3 separate regions of the Sus scrofa genome follow, and all the other regions are linked to region 1. The links are chromatin contacts, called in public Hi-C and promoter capture Hi-C maps. All regions are on one chromosome and are shown on one strand. The core of a region is the stretch at or near the end of the contact, and the rest is flanking DNA. Distances in the headings are between cores, read along the strand shown.

Region 1 (2,692 bases), core at 101-2,600:
TTTTCTTATTTGGACCACGACAAGAACCACAAAACTACTTAAGACTCTTGCAGGACCCTGTGATCCCCTGTTAATATAAACTAGGAAGGGATGCAAAGCCCAGCACAGGATCACTTTATAAAAACAAATGTGCTACCTTTGTGAGCCAAAATTAAAGAATTTACTGAAATCTTCCATTGAGAACAATGAAAATATACCTGGTACACTATTTTAAGACCAAATGGAACAATGAGGTAATACCTCCAACTAAGACTGTGGGGACTCTATGAATAAGACTGTGTATTTTAACATGTATTGTGATGGATGTGAACTAGTCTTACTGTGGTGGTCATTTCACAATATATACAACTTTCAAATCATTGTGTTGTACACCTGAAACTCATATATATATGTACACCTGAAACTCAATTATATGCACTCAAAAAAAGACTGCATGATCACAATTTAACAAGATGTTTGAAATCCCATTTGTTAAAACCCCCATCCCCCACCCCCACTACTGTAACCTAATCATCATTGTCTAAATAAGCAACAATAACTTATATTAGAAGCCCCTTATCCTTTCCAGTCACGTCATTGAACCCTGACCCTCGAATGTCTAAAAAGCACCTGAATCACTGGGGAGATTTTAAAAGCATGGAATGTGCTTGATTAAGGTTAAAAGAGACAGATCTCTTACATGGTTCAGGAAAGAAAGCCCACAGCCTGGAATTAATCTTGAAAGCCCCTAAAACCATCTCTTTTAAGCAGGGAGCATTCTATCACCTTATCTGAAAACTCGCACATTGATGAGTCCCATCTGCCACAACCAAAACACCCTTCGCCCCAACTAGCCCAGGTACCCATTTCCCCAGTGGATACCTTCACCTCCAGTCCCTCAGCTCTCTCATTTCCATTCCTCCCTTTATTTCTCGAAACACAGCCTCCCAAGAACAGTCCTCAAGGGCCCTGTCTCCTGAGGAAGACCCTCGCCAGCCCCTCAGATCCCACTCTCCTGAAAGACAACCAGCACGGCGCTACCCACTTAACCTCCAACGCTGAGCCACCGCTGCCCCTGGCCGCCCTCTGGCCCCTTGCCCTTCCTCCCCTCCCCCTCCGATCTCCACAGATCCCCCTCGTCGAATTCCTGCCAGCCAAGCCCTCTCCCCTCACGCAGCTAGTCCCTCGTCCTCGCCCAGCCTCCCCAAAGCCACAGCACCGCCAGCCCTCTCACCGGCCGCCCCGCCGGTAAACGCTGTTCTCCAGCTCAAGGCTCACTGTTTGGAGTCTCCCTTCGTGATTGACGGTTACCACTTCCTACCACGCCTCAGCGGAACTACCTTTCTAGCCAATCCCAGAAGCAAACTGTTCGCTGCCGGGCACCGCCCTCAGAGGTCAGCTTCGCCAACCAGCAAGTAGAAAAGAGGCGGGCCCGCCTCCTGAATTGATCCAATCCGCTGGGGCTCGAGGGAAAACAAAACAGTATGTAAGTTCGGGTGAAGCCGAGGTGTCAGGTTCGGTTGCGAACGCAGGCAGGTGTGGAGGAGTGACTAACATGTCTCTTTTCCTTTGCACATAGAACCTCCGTAGCTTCGTGAGACAGTATCATGCTGCAAAAGCCTGTGCACCTCACTTGGGCGTCTCAGGCTGGGAGTCGGACCACTGGAGAACCGGTCTGTTTACATCGAATTCTCGCGACAGCTGGTTCGGAGCTCAAAGCACGTGGACATGGCAGCTGCCAATCACTGTTAGCGGGCCACTCACCCATCCCGAACCCGCCTTCTGCCCCGCCCTTCTCGATGTGTTTACCTTCCGGGAGCCTAGGCTTATTTGCGCTGGTGGGCAGCCCTGGAGCCTAGGTGGTGATCTGAATGAGGGGTGAGGAGGGTATTATCAATTTGACTTAGGTTTGTGGACCACGCCTGACCTCTTCCTTACCTGTTTATACTTCCCGTAAGGAACAGATTGAGATTTCCATGGTGTCTTTCCATCAGATATATTTACTGTTTTATTGAAGGAACACTCAGTACAGTCCTAGGCACTTCATGAGTACTATCAAGTTTAACACTCATGACAATCCCGTGAGAATATGGCTTATTAATAGGCACGGAGTTTGTAACAAAGTGGCTGATACAACAGTAGAATTTTTTTTTTAATTTTTAGCAGAGTGGAGGAGGTGAAAGTTTAGTAAAGACACCTCACCGGAAATATGCAGTTAACCAAGTGCTGGAGAGACAGACAGAGACCTAGCCAAGAAGCCACCCGTTTGCTTGTGACGCTCAATTAGTGCCAATAAAAAGGACACCCTAAGTGATATTTATCAGGCTAATGTTTGCACATTGGCTAATAAAAGATTTTGAACATTCGTCTTTTTCCACAACACAAATTCCCAGAACTGTGGAGATTTTTTCGTCTTTTTTTTTTTTTTTTTTTTTTTTGAGTTTTTAGGGCTGCACCCAGGACATATGGTCAGGCTAAGGGTCAAATCACAGCTGTAGCTGATGGCCTTCACCACAGCAACAACATGAGACTAGAGCAGAGTCTGTGACCTACACCACAGCTCACAGCAACACCGGATCCTTAACCCACTGAGCAAGGCCAGGGGTCGAACCCGCAACCTCATGGTTCCTAGTCGGATTCGTTAACCACTGAGCCTCCACGGGAACTCCAGGAAAACAGAAATAAACTCACAGAAGTTTGTTATAAATAAACT
Region 2 (2,692 bases), core at 124-2,623, 990 kb after region 1:
GAATTCTATTGCAGATGGTAAAAATCCAAACCAAAACAAAACACTTTCCTTCACCCCAGTCCCCTGCCTAGGGTACCCCCCCATCCGAGCCTGGAATTCTTTCCCTTCCATGTCTGAGGGTGTCTACCCTGAGAGCCTTCCTTCCCCCCTGCAGCCTCCTAGACAGGGGACATAGGACAAGTGGTCTCTTCTTGCTCTCAACAATGGGGACCTATGAAGACTGGGGAAGTCAGGGACCTTCAGTTCCCTTGGGTTCCACAGGAGACACTGGAGAACGGAAGGTTTCCCAGGCGGTTCAGCTGTGGGATCCAATTAGCCTGAGCTTTTCCCAAGCAGGGCATAGGGTATCCCTAACCCTGTCTCCTGGATCCTTTTGAGGGAGTTTCTGTTTAGGGGCTTCTAGGTCCTTACAGGTGACCTCAAACAGATCCTGGAAAGACAGACCACTTTATACTTACCCTCATCAATCCTTTTTGCAGTTTCTGTTTACTTGTTTGGCCCCCTAGGCTGATCACCACCAGGAGAGAATCACTTACTCATCTCTATCTCATCTAACAGCGCCTGCCACATAGTGGGCAGTCAAGGAATGTTTGAAGAGGGAAAGAGGATGTGAAGGGATTTTATCTTTCCATGTGCTTGGCTACCGTTTCTTCTTTGGTCTTTATATTTGACTCTACCTGTGCCCCTTGAACTGTAGATCTGAGTTTTTCCGCTTTTGTGCGCCAGTTTCAAGCATCTGAGTGTGCCCTCATCTTTGAAGAACAGCAAGGATATTAATACCTTTTGGTGTGCACGAGTAATCTCCACTCCACCCCCATTTCCCTACCCAGACAAGGCTCCTCTGGAGAAGCTACAGAATCGACCTTTATTTATTCACAGCCATAGTGACTTCTATTATTCTTATTAATAAGGATGCAGCAGTCCACTGCACAGCTACGCAAGCCCATCCCTGAGGCAGGATTTCCAAGTCATGGCCACCGCGGGGTCAGGGGCGTGTGCCCGACCCCAAACTCCTCCAAATTATGAAATGCCAAACCTGCTTTTGATTCTAGTCTGTGCGTGCCCTAAAGCACGCGTGAAGCTCGAGGCGCTCACTCTTTACTCCTCCTCCCTAAATCAGCCACCAAGGGTCGCGGCTACACTATTCTTTACTTTTTAGCCAATCTCAGACAAATCTTCAAGCGTACTTTACTCAAAAAAAACACCGCGCATCGCAGTCTCGGCTCAGCGCCAGCGGCGGCCACGTGCTCTCGCTCGCTCCCGCTCGCTCCCGCGCTGCCCAACACGCCCCCTCGGCGCACGCGCACGCGCGTCAGCCTTCCGGGCGTTTCCGCTTTCATCCTAGCAACGCCCGTAGTGACGCACAAAGTCCCGCCCCCTCCCGCGAGTCTCCCGGAAGTTGCCGATCCGGAGCTGGGCGCCCGGCTCCGAGCGTCCCTGGCTGTGCTGGGGAGCAGTCTCCGGCAGGAGGACCCGGCAGGGAGAGGGCGACATTCACGAGCGCGGCGCGGGCGAGACCTGGTGACCATGGCGGGGCCGCAGCCTCTGGCGCTACAGCTGGAACAGTTGTTGAACCCGCGACCGCGCGAAGCGGATCCTGAAGCGGACCCGGAGGAGGGTGAGGCCTGACCGGGGCAAGACCACGTGCGGAGCTGTGTGTGGGCCGTGCCGGGTGCGGACCTGGGCGGCGTGTGAAGGGCCAGCTGCTGGGCCCCCGCCGCCAAGCCTTCTCTGTTTCCTCTTGCGCAGAGGAAAACTGCCTCCCAGAGAGTGTCCCCCGGGTCTGGGGAGGAGGGTTTCGGGATCCTGACGCTCACTCTAGACTTGGTGCTCCTGTGGGCGGAGCATCCGGAGGACTCAGGCTTCGGTTCACTGTTGGTGCAGGGCTGTAGCAGGGAGCCAGAGTCTGGTAGCAGGTTGGAAGTTATCTTTAAGGATGTCTTTAATGGCACTGCATTAGAAATGAGGAGAAGGAAGTCTCATTCCCCCCCCCCCTTTTTTTTCCAACTCTGCCTGCCCCTGAGAACTTACTTGGAGGATGAAGGAAGAAGTAGGCTTCTGTGGTGCCATTTAAGCCTTTTTAGTCCTCAACACACTTGCTTAGCTGCTGACGAATAAGGCTGCTGTTCTGTAAGATGAGGTTCAAGGTCTAATCCTGCTTTAGGCTTGAGTCAGAGAAGTGTGAGGAAGGGGGAATAAGGAGGGATAAATGTGAGTGCTGGACCGTGTCTTAGAAGTAAGCAGTTGAAGGAACTGGGGCTGTTTAGCTAGGATAAGCAAACTCCCTGAGGGATGGGCTGAAGTGAAGATAGAACATGATGATGGCCGACTTAAAATATTTGAGCGACAGTCACAGATGAAAGAGGAATTAGACCAGTTTTCTATGATCCAAAACATGGAAATAATCCTTCTAGTAGATGCAGAGAGTCAGCTTTTTGTTCTGGAACAGCAGCAGGAGAGTAAGTGGTCTGCCTTGGGAGGTAATGACTTTGCTGTTCTTGGAACTTGGCGGCTTTTTTTAAAGTGGCCACACCTGTGGCATATAGAAGTTCCTGGGCTAGAGGTCAAATGTGAGTTGCAGGCAAACACGCCACAGCCACGGCAACATTCGGCTGGGGCTGAATCTGCGATCTTTGCCTACCCCACCCCCCAGCTTTTGGTAAGGTCCTTAACCTGCTGAACCACAATGGAA
Region 3 (2,692 bases), core at 120-2,619, 600 kb before region 1:
ATGGAGGTTCCCAGGCTAGGGGTCGAATGGGAGCTGTAGCCTACACCACAGCCACAGCAATGACAGATCCTAGCCTCGTCTGTGACCACAGCAATTCTGGATCCCTAACCCACTGAGCGAGGCCAGGGATCCAATCTGCTTCCTCAAGGATGCTAGTCAGATTCATTTCCGCTAAGCCACCACGGGGAACTCCCTAGCTGTGTACCTTTAGTTAATAATAGAAGAGGTAATCTCCCCTCTCCGAGGAGGAGCCGCTAAGGAGCCCCGGAATCAGGCTTCCAAACCTCACCTCTGAATTAAACTGGCAAGATGACCCTACTCCCCGCCCCCCATCAAACCAGACCCAGAACCTTGGTGGCTTTTAAACCCTAGGGGAGAGACTCTCAGCCTGCTGTGCCCTCCCCAGTTCCCACCACTTCCCACTGGAACAATGAAGACCTAAAGCCTCCCCAAGGCTTCTGGCACCCGGGGCCTACTGAGGCAGGACCCCTGGGGTGAGCAGCTCTGCAAGGCTCACCCCAGGGGGGCCCTATCTTGCCGCCCCCGTGATCAGGGGAAGAGGCGACCGAGGTGGGGGAGGGTGAACTAGAGGAAGGCACTTGGTGGAGCTCCGGGCGGGAGCCCCCCTCCACCTCCTATCCTCCCACCGGCACCGTCGAGGGGGCCTCGCCGGGCAAGGCAGTTCGATGGCACGCAACATAACCAAGCCCACAGCCCCACTTCCGAGGGACCTGGAAGGCGGGAGCCAGGCGGCCTCCTGACGGGAGAGGATCGCGAGGGTCCAGTCCGCCCGGCACACCAAAGGCGGCGGTGGGTGTTTCCAGCTGAGGCTTCGCAGGGTGGGGAGCTGGCCTGGCAGGGCGGCCCCCAGGAGAAGGGAAAAAGCCTCCCCGCCCGAAACTCGGGTAATCCCATCCTTGGGTCGGCAGCCTCTGTTCAGAGCCTTCTTTGGCTTCCGCGGAGCGCCTCGATTCCTCGGCTATCTGTGCCGTCTCTGGGCCGGGGTCCACGTCAGTCTGTGGCTGGGTCTCCAAGCGGGTTTTGCTGCGGCTCTCCGTCCAGCGCCGCCTCTAGCCCGAGGCGAGCTGTCCGGCCGCTGCCGGCCCCTGGCCTGGAGCGCCATCTGGTGGGCATGTAGGGAGTTGCCGCGGCCCGCGGACTGGGCCTTCGCCAAGTCCTTTCCCCGCCGGGAGCCGAGGAAGGTACCAAAAGGAGGGGCCAGGAAGAGCGTCGGCCGTCCGCTCTGGGAACCCGGTGCTTCGCGACCGGGTGCGAGGTGGGATGAGCGGGTCTGAACCTCCGGACGGCCTAAAAGGTGCTCCAAAGGCAAATCGAAGTCTCCGGTGCGTTGGGACGGGGACAGAGCGTATTCAGAGTGGCTGAGCAGGCTGCACTCCCAGAGGCACTCCCCGGAGAGCGCCCAAAGAGGACCCGGAGCTCAGGCTCCTTTCCCTTTGCCCTTTTCCCCAGGTGCGCACGGGTCTCCGCTCTGCTGGCCGGGCCCTAGATCACGGTGCCTCCGGTCCCTCGCCAGACCGGGTCTGCTTGCGGGGCTGCTGCCCCGGACTTTGAGGTCCGGGTCAGTGAAGGAGACGGCAGAGTGGGATTGGATTTGGGGTACTTCCCAAAGCCGGTGAGGAAGGCAGGCTCAGAGTTTAAACCTTGATTTCATTGAGGCTCAGTCCCTTGAACTGTCCCACATCCGGGAAATGGGGGTGGGGTGCCAGAGGGGGCGGGGCCTTGAGCTGGAACTTGCACCTGTGGGTGTCCTGGGGCGCATCAAGCTGAACGCGCACCTCTGGCTCCAAGGGGTGCCCTGCGCCAACTTCACGGTATGCTGGGGAAGCATATCCTAGTTCTGCGCCCTTGGGGAGGGCAGGGCCAGGCCACCAATGCTCAAGATTTCCTCCACGGCAGCATTTCTGGGGGTGGGCTGAGGGATGACTCGAGGGCTCAGGAAACTCAGATTGACAGAAGAGGCAATGAGGTCCCCTCGGTCTCACGGTCCTTCCCACCCATCCACTAGGGATCTCCTGGAGCTCCCCCGCCCAACACAGTTACACCTCCAGTCTTCAAGCTCCCCTGTGAATCACACTCACAATCCCACGCGGACAGGCACAATTCTTTCTCACACCCCACAGTCTCAACGCACAGGGCCCGGGGCACGCCAGGTCAGCAACCCCTATCACCTGCCAATATGCCTTCCACACTCGTCCCCTGGAGATTCTGCCATCTAGGGCCCCTGGTGCCAGGCCCTGAAGGGTTAAGGAGGCCTTGGGGCACCGGAGCGGTGGGACGCGGGGCGCCTGGGATAATTGGCGACCCCGGGAACAATGAAGGCGGGGAGGCGGGTGGCCTAATTGGGCCAGGGAGCCGCCTGGCCTTTGTCTCGGACTCGGCCGCGCGGTTCCCGAAGCCGAACTCAGGCTCGCAGCTGGGACCCAGCGCAGAGCCGCGAGGGCGACTCTGGGAGGGGACGTGTGTGGTGGGGGCCGGGGGGAAGTGGGAGCGACCCTCCAAGCTGCGCTTGGGCCCAGGGCTTCTCGAGGCCCTGGAGTATCACTCCACCCCACCCGGGGCGCTGCAGCCACCGCGCGGCCGCTTCAACGACCCTCCTCGGGTTCCCTGTCTGCCCACGGCCAACCTGAGGCTCCAGATCAGTGCTGCCCCCTGGTGTCAGCAGCCCGCTCCG

What was found. Promoter capture Hi-C pulls out the DNA fragments that hold promoters and counts their contacts. A called contact is a pair of places that touch in the nucleus more often than the background predicts.
Region 2: a contact with region 1 is called in a Hi-C map of liver, with 5 times the contacts expected there. The contact joins the promoter of AATF here to the promoter of BCAS3 in region 1. A contact is called at or near these places in 2 of 47 Hi-C or Micro-C datasets (heart right ventricle and liver).
Region 3: a promoter capture Hi-C map of fetal liver shows a contact between it and region 1, with 3 times the contacts expected there. The contact joins the promoter of C12H17orf82 here to the promoter of BCAS3 in region 1. A contact is called at or near these places in 1 of 5 promoter capture datasets (fetal liver) and 2 of 47 Hi-C or Micro-C datasets (embryonic fibroblasts and liver).

The regions. Positions count from the first base shown.
Region 1 is chr12:37,473,871-37,476,562 of Sscrofa11.1, forward strand. BCAS3 (breast carcinoma-amplified sequence 3) reads right to left here and starts at 1,351. Exons shown (of 27, transcript XM_021068161.1): 1 at 1,214-1,351.
Region 2 is chr12:38,460,436-38,463,127 of Sscrofa11.1, forward strand. AATF (protein AATF) reads left to right here and starts at 1,374. Exons shown (of 12, transcript XM_003131707.4): 1 at 1,374-1,618. The coding sequence starts at 1,528.
Region 3 is chr12:36,874,186-36,876,877 of Sscrofa11.1, forward strand. C12H17orf82 (putative uncharacterized protein C17orf82 homolog) reads right to left here and starts at 1,370. Exons shown (of 2, transcript XM_013981132.2): 1 at 1,100-1,370; 2 at 79-1,097. The coding sequence starts at 1,370. The coding sequence ends at 1,012.